2 separate regions of the Sus scrofa genome follow, and region 1 is linked to region 2. The links are chromatin contacts, called in public Hi-C maps. All regions are on one chromosome and are shown on one strand. Each heading gives the region's core, a stretch centred on a gene start, on an enhancer-like site or on the middle of the called end of the contact. The rest is flanking DNA. Distances are from core to core; before and after follow the strand shown.

Region 1 (4,956 bases), core at 1,557-4,056, 600 kb before region 2:
TTAAATCTGCCTTTCAACATGATCAAAGCAGCATTTCCTACCTCAGAAGACAGCACCAGTGCCTCTAAGAACCCTTTGTTTATCCTGCTTATCCTCCACCAAAGGTGATTTTGCATTCGCATTACTAATCACCCTCTTCAGATGCCTTGTTCCTAAAATTAGATTAAATGTCCTTAAACAGTTTCTCTGTGTTTGTCAAAAGCAGTCTGACCCTTCAATATGAGTTGGCCTCTCTGAAGTTTCCAACAAGAGGGTTTGTATATAGAAACAAATGGGATTCTTCTCTCTCGTCCTTTATTTTAGATATAATCCCATCAGCATGCCTAAATTTTGTGGGCATCTATTTTCAAGAGTTATAACAATTGATTCATTGAAAAGCAACAGGCTAAGCTATTACCAGTTACCATTCAATTGTGGGTCAGAATATTTGCTTTTAGCGGGAGACCCATACCTCTTCAGTCAATTGTTCGAATTTCAAGATCCTAGAAAATTTCAAGTGCCCCATCCTTAGGTCTTAGCTCAGGACCTGGATGTTAAATGTCCTGATCTGAGGCAGAGAAAGGTGAAAACTTCCTTGCAGTTCAGTTCTGTGTAGATGGAGGGAAAACAGTGGCTGTCGTTATGGACATGTGAATGTTAACAGGTTTGCTTCTCAGGGGCGCTGGTTAAACAACTTCTTAACTGGCCAGAGTCCAGCACGTTAATCATCAACCTGAGCCTGAGCGTCTGCTGCCCCGTGTATTCAGAATTAGTTTATCATTACCTCTAACTACTGCCTTTTATGGTTCCGAAGAGCTTCTATGAAATCTCTTATCACTGCCAGGCCTAATCTTCATCAGCTGTGCTGGGTGGGGGGGTGCAGAGCGCTGATAAATTTCTCAGTTGGACCAGAGTGAGCCGTTTATGGCCAACTGAAGAATTTTAATCGCAACTTCTTAAAAAGAGAAGAGAGAAATAGAAGAGATAGAGAAAGAGAAGAGAGAAAAAAAGAAAGAAAGGAAGAAAGAAAAAGGAAGAGTAAAAGAGAAAAGGAAGAAAGAAAGGAGTGAAAGGAAGGAAGAGGAAGGAAGAAAGGAGAAGCGTAGCTCACTCATTGCTGTCTTTATTCATATTTTCATGACCTACTTTCCCACTTAATTCTTGAGAACCCTGAACCTCTCCATTTTCTTGTCAACTTTGGAGGACTAAGTTTGCAGGGGGGGAAGTCAGGGAGCCCCAGCAGGCAAGCTGGGTTCAAGGATGCAGCTGGTACTTCCTTGGAGCCTCATCTCAGCCCCCCACCCCCACCCCACCCCCCGCCCTGCAGAGTCCCAGCCCTGGAACCAGCCTTCGTAATTTCCATAGGTGCTCCCAGCACCCCAGGGCTCTCCTGGGGGAGACACACAGCATCTCTGAACGGCTCCGGACAGGTCCCATCTTTTCCCTTTCCTCCCCGATCACTTCCATCTCTATGTCTACGTGTGTGTGACATTTTCATTTTTCTGATTATCAAAGTACATTTTACAGTAAATGAAAGCAATACATGTCTACGTACATGGTAGAAAATCTGGAAGAGTAAAAATAGGAAGAAAACAGCTTTCAGAAATTGAATTTTCAACAAGAAAGCCGAGTTAATTTTCGTTGCAGTGTCTAAAACTTGCTTTTTAAAATATTTTAAAGGGTTTGACATGTTCATGGACGTGCAGGTATGAATGTTTGGCTCCAGAGCCCTTGGTCTGACTCTGCCCTATAGCTGGAGGTTTAATTGTCAGTTATACTAAGGCCTTTTCTAAGTCCCTAGAAGGGTTTGTCTGGGTTTTATTTACTGTAATGGGCAAGTTAGGGAAACTTGGGTTTAATTTATACTCCAATTTAGTATTTTTAAAAACCTTTTTCAGAAAACAAGCATGATTTGGGCTTTATTGATGGGGAAACTTGTCCTCCCCTCCCCAAAAAAAGCCCTGCAATTCCCTTATGACACCATTAAACGCCTTCCTTTGGGTTTTAGGTTTCCAGAATATCGTCCACATAAATAGATGCAATGTTAAAAGAATGTGGACGACTAGTAGCGTGTATGTTTGAGCCTTCTGAACCGAGGGTTTATGAAACTGGTTGAAGAGTGTTTTATTGAAACAAGACAAATATTTATGAACAATTCAGAATCCTCTGTTTTGAAACGTAAAGTGCAGGCCCGAGTGGCGCAGAGTTCCAGGTGTTTCCTGTCTGCATTTGGAACGGTTGGCTGCTGCTCTGGGCCCACGGAGCTCTGCTTTCCAAGCTTTTAGTAAGAAGCTAAGAATCACGCAACCTCCTTGCCACCCCCAGCCCCCCCACGGCTGAAAGTGCTCCAGGAATGGACTTGATTTAATGAGCATAAAGCTGCCTTAAGACCTGTCTGTGTGGGTGTCTTCTGATCTATTACATTTGTCACTTGATTGAAAAACAACAACAACAAAACTTGTTTACGAAAGGCGAAGGCATGTGTTAACTCCTGCCGTATGGAAGGTCTGGTTTCTTACACACATTCTGGCTCACCCGCCCTTTACTTTCGGGTCGCCCCCAGCTTCTGTGTTGTTAACCACCCCTGGTTTCTGTGAAATAGGAATATGATGGATTCGGCCAGACAGTTGGAAGCTGTTGCTGTAAATACCGGCCGTTGTGATTTAACTGTCAGCCTGAAAGGCCCCCACTTCGGAAGGGCTCCTTTTTGAAACCCTGAGCACAATGAGATGTCTGTTTGGCGGCTGAGCCTTGGTTCAGATCCTCTACAGATTTGTTTTCCGAGTGCCAGCAGAACGGCTTTTTTACAGCAACACCCGCTTTGTGTGCCGAAGCTACAGCCGGGACTGTGGGGCGGTGAGAAACAGGGCCACACTCTCTTTCCATCCCTGAGCTGCCCCAGGCCCCGAGCCTCAAGAGGAGACTGGCAGCAAAACCATTCCCACCGCCTGGAGCACTTGGAACCCGAGAGTGGAAAACTTGCCTGCAAAGACTGTTCAAAGACACAAGCAAGACCAAGTATGGGATCCAACCAGATTCACCCCGAAAGCCAGCCCCAGGGGCCCCTGGCTGCAGAAGAGGATCAGCGGATATCCAGGACTGGGCTCGGGGGCGGGGGCGGGGGCAGGGTTGCAAAGAAGGATCCTTTTTCTGGCACAAACAAGAAGGAATGAGGCAAGTACCTGGGAGCTCCCACTGTGGCGCAACGGGATTGGCAGCATCTTGGACGTACGGCAATATGGGTTTGACCCCAGGCTCCGCATAGCGGCTAAGGATCTGATGGTGTCACACTGACAGCTTAGTTCACACCTTGGCTCAGATCTGATTCCTGGCGCAGGAGCTCCATATGCTGTGGACCAGCCAAAAATGAAAAATAGCCAGTACCTGCTTCCTGCTTTAGCCCTTGTCTCTTGCATTGTAGCTTTTGTTCTTCATGGTGGGCATCCAGAAGGCCACAGGAGAAAGGTGTGTTTGTGTTTTTTTTATTGAGGGTAAAGAATGAAAAAGAGAGAAGCACAAAGGAGAAATTGAGTCACCTGTACACCTGCCCTCTAAAAGTAGTCCCATTTGCCACACCCACTTTCAGAGGGTTTTTTTTTTCTTCCTCTATTTATATAGTGAGACTATCTGAACTCAGTTTCCTTCATAGTCTCGTGTTAGAGTTGTAGAATGTTACATCTAGATCTAAAGCCCTCCTTGGATCTGAACCCGCCTCCCACCCACTCCCCAGCTAGACCCTTCCCCGGTGCAGAGGGCAAGCCCTGCTATGAATCTGCTCTGGGTTCTTTCCCACTGTATTTCATACTTCTGGGTCTTTCAGATTTCTCTCTGGTCCAGGCCTTTTCCCCAGCCTAGAGCACACACACATTTTCCATGGCCCTCTTCCTGGATCTCGAGGTTGTTGGCTACTCTGGTCTTGTGTTTTTGTGAACTGCCTTGCATATTTCTCCCTGTGCATGCATGCTGGTATTTCTTCTGTGGTTGAGACCTAGGAGTGGAGTTCCGGGACAAGACAAGAGCACTAATTTCATCTCTCACAGTAATCCACTCCTTACAGTCATGCCTGATTGCCAGGCAGCAGATTCGTAGACAGGAAAATGGACGGAGGCAAGAGGCAGAAAGAATGTAGTATGGATTCTATGGAATCCCCAAGCTCAGTCGTTGACCAAGTTGCTGGCACATCCATCTAGTGTTTTGCTGATAATCAGAATACTTGTCTCTGATAGGAAACATTTGGTAGAGCAGCGCCTCTCCTCCCCACCCCTATCCCCCACCTCCACCCCCCAGTGTACAACAAATGAATCAGGCCTGGTGGAAGCAACAAATGGCTTTCTGTTGTTGCTGCTGCTTCTTTAAAGATAATCTGTTGTTTTCAAAACATTTGCAAGTATTGCTTTCAAGGAATGGGTGCAGGGAGGCTCTGGCCTCTGTTTTCCTCAGGTGGAAACATTTGCAGCAGTTTTTTTCCTTAGGAAAGAGCCACCCCAGGCCAGGACTCAAGGCAGGAAGTTGTCTGTTTGGTATTTACTCAGGCATCTTCTGGCAAGAATTGATTATTCAATCAGAGCTGAAAGTAGCTGCTTGCAGTTGATTAGATGGGGAGGCAAGAGGCTGTTTTTTTTCTTTTTAATCATTCAATGAATTTTATTATATTTATAGTTGTATAGACATCACCACAACCTAATTTGAGAACATTTCCATCCCAAATCCCCAATCTACCCCTCCCTCCTGCACACGTGTCCCCTTTGGTAACCATAAGTTTTTCAAAGTCTGTGAGTCTGTTCTGCAAATGAGTTCATTCGTAGCCTTTTCTTAGATTCCACATATAAATGATATCCTATGATGTTTGTCCTAAATTGTCTCTAACTTCACTTACTATGATAATTTCTACCGCCTATCCATGTTGCTGCAAATACCATTAATGCATTTTTTTTTTTTTTATGGACAAGTAACATCGAGAAGCCCCCTGCGCTGTAG
Region 2 (5,115 bases), core at 874-3,373:
CTCTACTTTGCAACGTGCTTTCAAATAGTGTTTCTTCATGCATAGCTTCAGTCTCAATTCTTTGGCATTAATAATTTAAAAATATTAATGCTAGTGAATCTGCAGGAATGAGGTCCCATGGTAGATAAAAAGATTCATTTTAGAGACACTAATTTGGAACAATCCAGCCAAAGGCCTTCTCAAGGGACTTTTTGAAGGCTTTACTAATTCCAAATTTGTATCAATTCATTTTTAATATTGAGTGCCTATTATTTGTAAGGCTCAGTATGGTCTAAAGCAAGGAGGCTTGTGCTCACAATGTGAAACAAGGGGCATAGCTAGTAATATTAGAGGGAGACAGATCTGTAGTATTTTAGATCAGACTCATCTGGATTTTAAATCCCATTGCACCATTCACTAGCCTTGAAATCCTGGGCAAACCATGAGATACATAATGCCCAGTTCATTGAGCTGTCTGATAGTGAGATCATTGTAAAGGATATGGTGTGGTGCTGTGACATAGTGACTATTCATCAATTCAGTTAATCTGTCTACTCCCAAGGAATGGATGAATATGTAAAGAGCACTCTTTAAATTGTTTTACACACAACCTTTTATTTTGCCTTTCTCAAAACACCAGGTTTAAACAGAGGGATTTTTTTCATTTTGAATTTTAAAATTTTATTTACTCTTCTTAATATGCTTGTCTGATGCCTAATTTTCAAGACTCATACACTGGAGGTTGACAAGGCTTTTGAGGTTACCTGGTCCACTGTCCCCGGAGATGACTTTGATGCATCTTCCACTAATATTTAAGATAAGGAAATCAAAACATTTCCTGGACTATTCTAGTTACTGGTAGAACAACAGGAAATAAAATGAGAGAGAAGGAAGGCCAAGGGAATATGCTGGGGAAGAGGGAGGGTATGAGAGAGGCATTGGGAAAGTATGAACAGCATAGACTAAGAAGGGGAAATACAAAGAAGAGAAGATTGGCGTTCCCTTAGTGGCGCAGTGGTTAAACGAATCCTACGAGGAACTCTGAGGTTGCGGGTTCGATCCCTGGCCTCGCTCAGTCGGTTAAGGATCTGGCGTTGCGGTGAGCTGTGGTGTAGGTCGCAGACGCGGCTCCGATCCCGCGGTGCTGTGGCTGTGGCGAAGGCCAGCGGCTACAGCTCCGATTACACCCCTAGCCTGGGAACCTCCATATGCCGCGGGAAGCGGCCCTAGAAAAGGCAAAACAAAAAACAAAAAACAAAAGACAGAAAAAGGAAGAGAAGGTAAAAAGAAAAGGGCCTCGAATAAGTGTAAGGTTAAATGTGAGGAAAGGAAGGAAAGTACCGAGGCATTGCAATTCGTCAGTGCAGGCACTAACAGGGTTTGAGTCAGACGTTCTGGATTTTGGTAATTGTAAAATGCATGACTGTAAGACATTGCTTAACCTCTTTGAGTCGTGTTCTTTGGCGTTCGTGCTCTAATTAAACGAGCTGAGTGGGATGGACGTTCTCTAAACAAGAAAACTATTTCAATAAGGAATTAGAGGAGAGAAAGTGGCAGGAAAAAAACAAAACAAAACAGGAGAGATGCGGGGGAGGAGAGGGAGGAGAGAGAAATCGTCAGAGAAAGATGGAGAGTGAGAGAGAAAGAGAAACTGTTGACAAAGCAGGTGAGAACTAGGGAAAAACCACAGTAACGACGCTTCTGTGGCTACTGAGTAACTGCTCCAATACACCATGCACTGACAACTTGCCAAGTACGTCGTTAGAGGTTTACATGAATAATTTCATGTTACCCTCACATCATCTCTATGAGGCTAAATTCTACCTTCATTTTATAGAAAAGATAGATATCTGAAACAGAGAAGTTTTGTAACTTTCCCAAGGTTGTTACAGCTTAGGGTGGGCGAGAAGGGATACAAACGAGTTACTCACTGCCTGCAATGCCAATGTTGTTAAAATTATCTCTAAGAACCTTCACAGAGGCTTGTTGCATCTAAGACGAACTCTTGCCGGGGTTCCTCTAAGCTATGCCCTGGGTTCAATTTCTAAGCCCCATTCACCGTTTCCCTACTCTGCCTCCCCACTAACAGCGTCCCGTCTCTATGGAGATCGGCGTGAGGCGGGACTTCCTCTCCCACGCACGAGCACTTCCGCCTTGAGCCGGAAGCGCCTTGCCTCACCGAGCGGGTAACGGCGCGTGGGGACTTTTTGGAGACTTGGAGTGGCGGGATCGCGGCTGCTGCGACAGTGACCGACCTGGGCAACCGAGTCCGGCGCAGTGATGCTGACCCCGGCGTTCGACCTCAGCCAGGACCCCGACTTCCTGACTATCGCCATCCGCGTGCCCTACGCCCGGGTCTCGGAGTTTGACGTCTACTTCGAGGGGCTCGACTTCAAGTTCTACGCGAAGCCGTACTTTCTCAGGCGAGTTCCGGGTGTCTGGCGCTGGGGAAAGCATGTTTCAGGAATTCATTCATTTATTCACTCGTTAGATAACTGCTTATCGAGGGAGGCTAAAAGAACAAGGGGAGCACTTCTCGGCATTATAACTGCCTTTTACCGGGGTCTCCGCAGCAGGTGCTGAGAAAACGAACTCTGCGCTCTGAATGCTGCAGAAGCTCATTTTCTTCTTAAATCTTCTTACATTCCCGCGTAGAAGAGATTTCGGAGCCACTTTATAACATGAGGTTTGGGACCATATCAACTTTACAGTTTCTGTCCTGTCTCCCTAGTGCTTGTCCCTTTTGCTGTTTTATTTTCTCTCTGCGTTAGTCCTACTTGCCCTGGGACGGCGCGCACTGACTTCCCAGCTGACCTGTCCTTGTCGGTTTTCTCGGCCCTTCTTGGCTGGCCGCTCCCTACTCCCTGAAATTTTCGCCTTCTTTGGACCCCCGACCTAAATAGCCTCATGCTCCACCTCCTCGTTGTCTGCTCCTTCTCGTTTTGATTTTGCCCCTTCATTGTGCTTGTTGGCCCCCAACCTCAGTAGGGGCCTTCATCAATTAATTCTCTGTTTGCATTTTTCCCCTTGCAGAATAGTAACAGCAGTGATAACAGCTAACACTTATTACTCCCCTTCTGTGTGGTGGGCAAGCAGTGCCTTTAAGTGCTTATGTACATTATCTCATTTTTCCTGGACTCTCATCTTTGGAAATAGGTATTATCACATTAGACCCATTTTACAGAGGACACTGCCAGGTTATTCTTCCTCAACATTGTCAATATCTTGCTCTCTCATTTCCCTCAAATCTCGTCTTTCTTATCAAGTGTAGTTCCAGCGTACTTGCCTGCCCAAGTAGTTTTTCCCCATACAAACATTCCTCTTGAGTCAAGCTGGTTCCTTCACTGGGCCTGAAGCAGTTTTGCTCGGATATCCATTAGGCCTTAACTTAATCCATCTCCTTGAGCATATTGCACTTCGCTGTTTCTTCAAGGAATGAATGCTATTCATTCCTTGCCTGATTTATTGAGCTCTTGGTTTATTCCAGGCTGTTTTCAGTATTGGGAATATAGTGATGTCTTATGTATTTTACATTCTAATGGGAAGTGAAAAACAATAAGTGAACAAGTTAACATATAACTATAAATGTTGTGATTTCTCTGAAGGAAAATAAAAAGCACTGATAAAGAATAAAATGGAGCCTAAATTTATATGAAGTGGCTACGGAAAGCCCTTCTGAAGATTTGCTGTTTTAGTCAAAACATGAAGAATGGGAGAATGATGATGATGTTGTTAGCAAACATTTATTTTATTTTATTATTTTATTTATTTTATTTTATTTTATATTTTGTCTTTTTGCCATTTCTTGGGCTGCTCCTGCGGCATATGGAGGTTCCCAGGCTAGGGGTCCAATCCGAGCTGTAGCCACTGGCCTACACCACAACCACAGCAACTCGAGATCCGAGCCGTGTCTGCAATGCAATCTACGCCACAGCTCACGGCAATGCCAGATCCTTAATCCACTGAGCGAGGCCAGGGATCGAACCTGAAACCTCATGGTTCCTAGTGGATTCGTTAACCACTGAGCCACGACAGGAACTCCAACATTTATTGAATTTTAGCTGCAAATTAGGTCTTTATGTGAACTGTGTCACTTGATTTTAAGATAAGCCTACAAAGTATGTTCTGTTACTTGCCCATATTACAAATGCTTAATCAGAGGCTCAGAAAAAAGATCTTAAATGGGGTAAGATTGTAAAATAAATACAATAAAATAAAAATTTCAGAATAAAAGCCACTTGCTTAACTTGGGAATTTTGATGAAGACAAAATAGTAGGCTCTATGTAAAGCAGTTTTAAGAGTATTTCTTTTTTTTCCTTTTCTCTTTTTATGGCCTCACCTGAGGCATATGGAAGTTCCCCGGACAAGGGATAAATCGGAGTTGCAGCTGCAGGCCTACCCTATAGCCACAGCAACATCAGATATGAGTTGCATGTGTGACCTACACTGCAGCTTGCAGCAACGCAGGATTCTTAACCCACTGTGTGAGGCTGGGGATCAGACCTGCATCCTTATGGACACTATGTCGGGTTCTTAACCCGCTGAGCCACACTCCTAAAGAGTATTCTTTGTGCAGACTGATTCATTCCTTGGGTAACAGAGGCTTGGGAGTTGGGCACGTATAGGTCTCAGTACACTTAAAGTTATGTGACTTTTGAGAAGTTATTCAGTTTCAGTTTCCTGATCTGTAAAATGGGGCTAGTATTAGTGATCTTAAAAAGTTGATATGAGGATTGAGATAATGCATGCATAATCCTTATTACTGAGCCTAGTAATTAAGTATGTATTTAATAAATGGTAAGTATTATTATTTATTAAGAGGGCCTACTGTTGCAGTTTTCTGTTGCCAGATAATCAGTCAAACCTAATGGTGTAAAATAGCAATCATTTACTCTCTCTCCTGGTTTTAATGCCTTAGGAATTTGGTAAGACTTTGGCTTGGCTCTTCTGGCTGACGTCTTTAATTTAGTTGTAATCACATGGCAGCTGGACTTGAGACAGGAAGGGCCAAAGCAGCTGGGACAGATGGGGTAGGTGAGGAGGGAATCTCTGTGTAGTCTCAGAACCTCCCTACATGGTCTATTTCATGGTCTAGTTTGTGATTCCTTCAGGGAGTTGGACTTCTACCATAATAG

What was found. Hi-C and Micro-C count contacts between places; a contact is called where the count stands out from the background.
Region 1: a contact with region 2 is called in a Hi-C map of mesenteric adipose tissue, with 1.9 times the contacts expected there. The contact joins the enhancer-like site here to the promoter of SHQ1 in region 2. A contact is called at or near these places in 4 of 47 Hi-C or Micro-C datasets (embryonic fibroblasts, fetal skeletal muscle, mesenteric adipose tissue and 1 more).

The regions. Positions count from the first base shown.
Region 1 is chr13:54,781,976-54,786,931 of Sscrofa11.1, reverse strand. The region is part of intron 3 of PDZRN3 (E3 ubiquitin-protein ligase PDZRN3); the gene reads left to right. Among named protein-coding and RNA genes, the nearest start is that of PDZRN3, 120 kb to the left of the region's middle. Within about 2 kb of position 2,806, at least 29 of the 83 cell types and tissues checked have an H3K27ac peak or open chromatin away from gene starts, as enhancers often do. A contact at or near this core is called in fetal skeletal muscle and mesenteric adipose tissue, where this site is marked.
Region 2 is chr13:54,177,767-54,182,881 of Sscrofa11.1, reverse strand. It overlaps SHQ1 (protein SHQ1 homolog), which reads left to right and starts at 2,123. Exons shown (of 11, transcript XM_003132324.6): 1 at 2,123-2,402. The coding sequence starts at 2,260.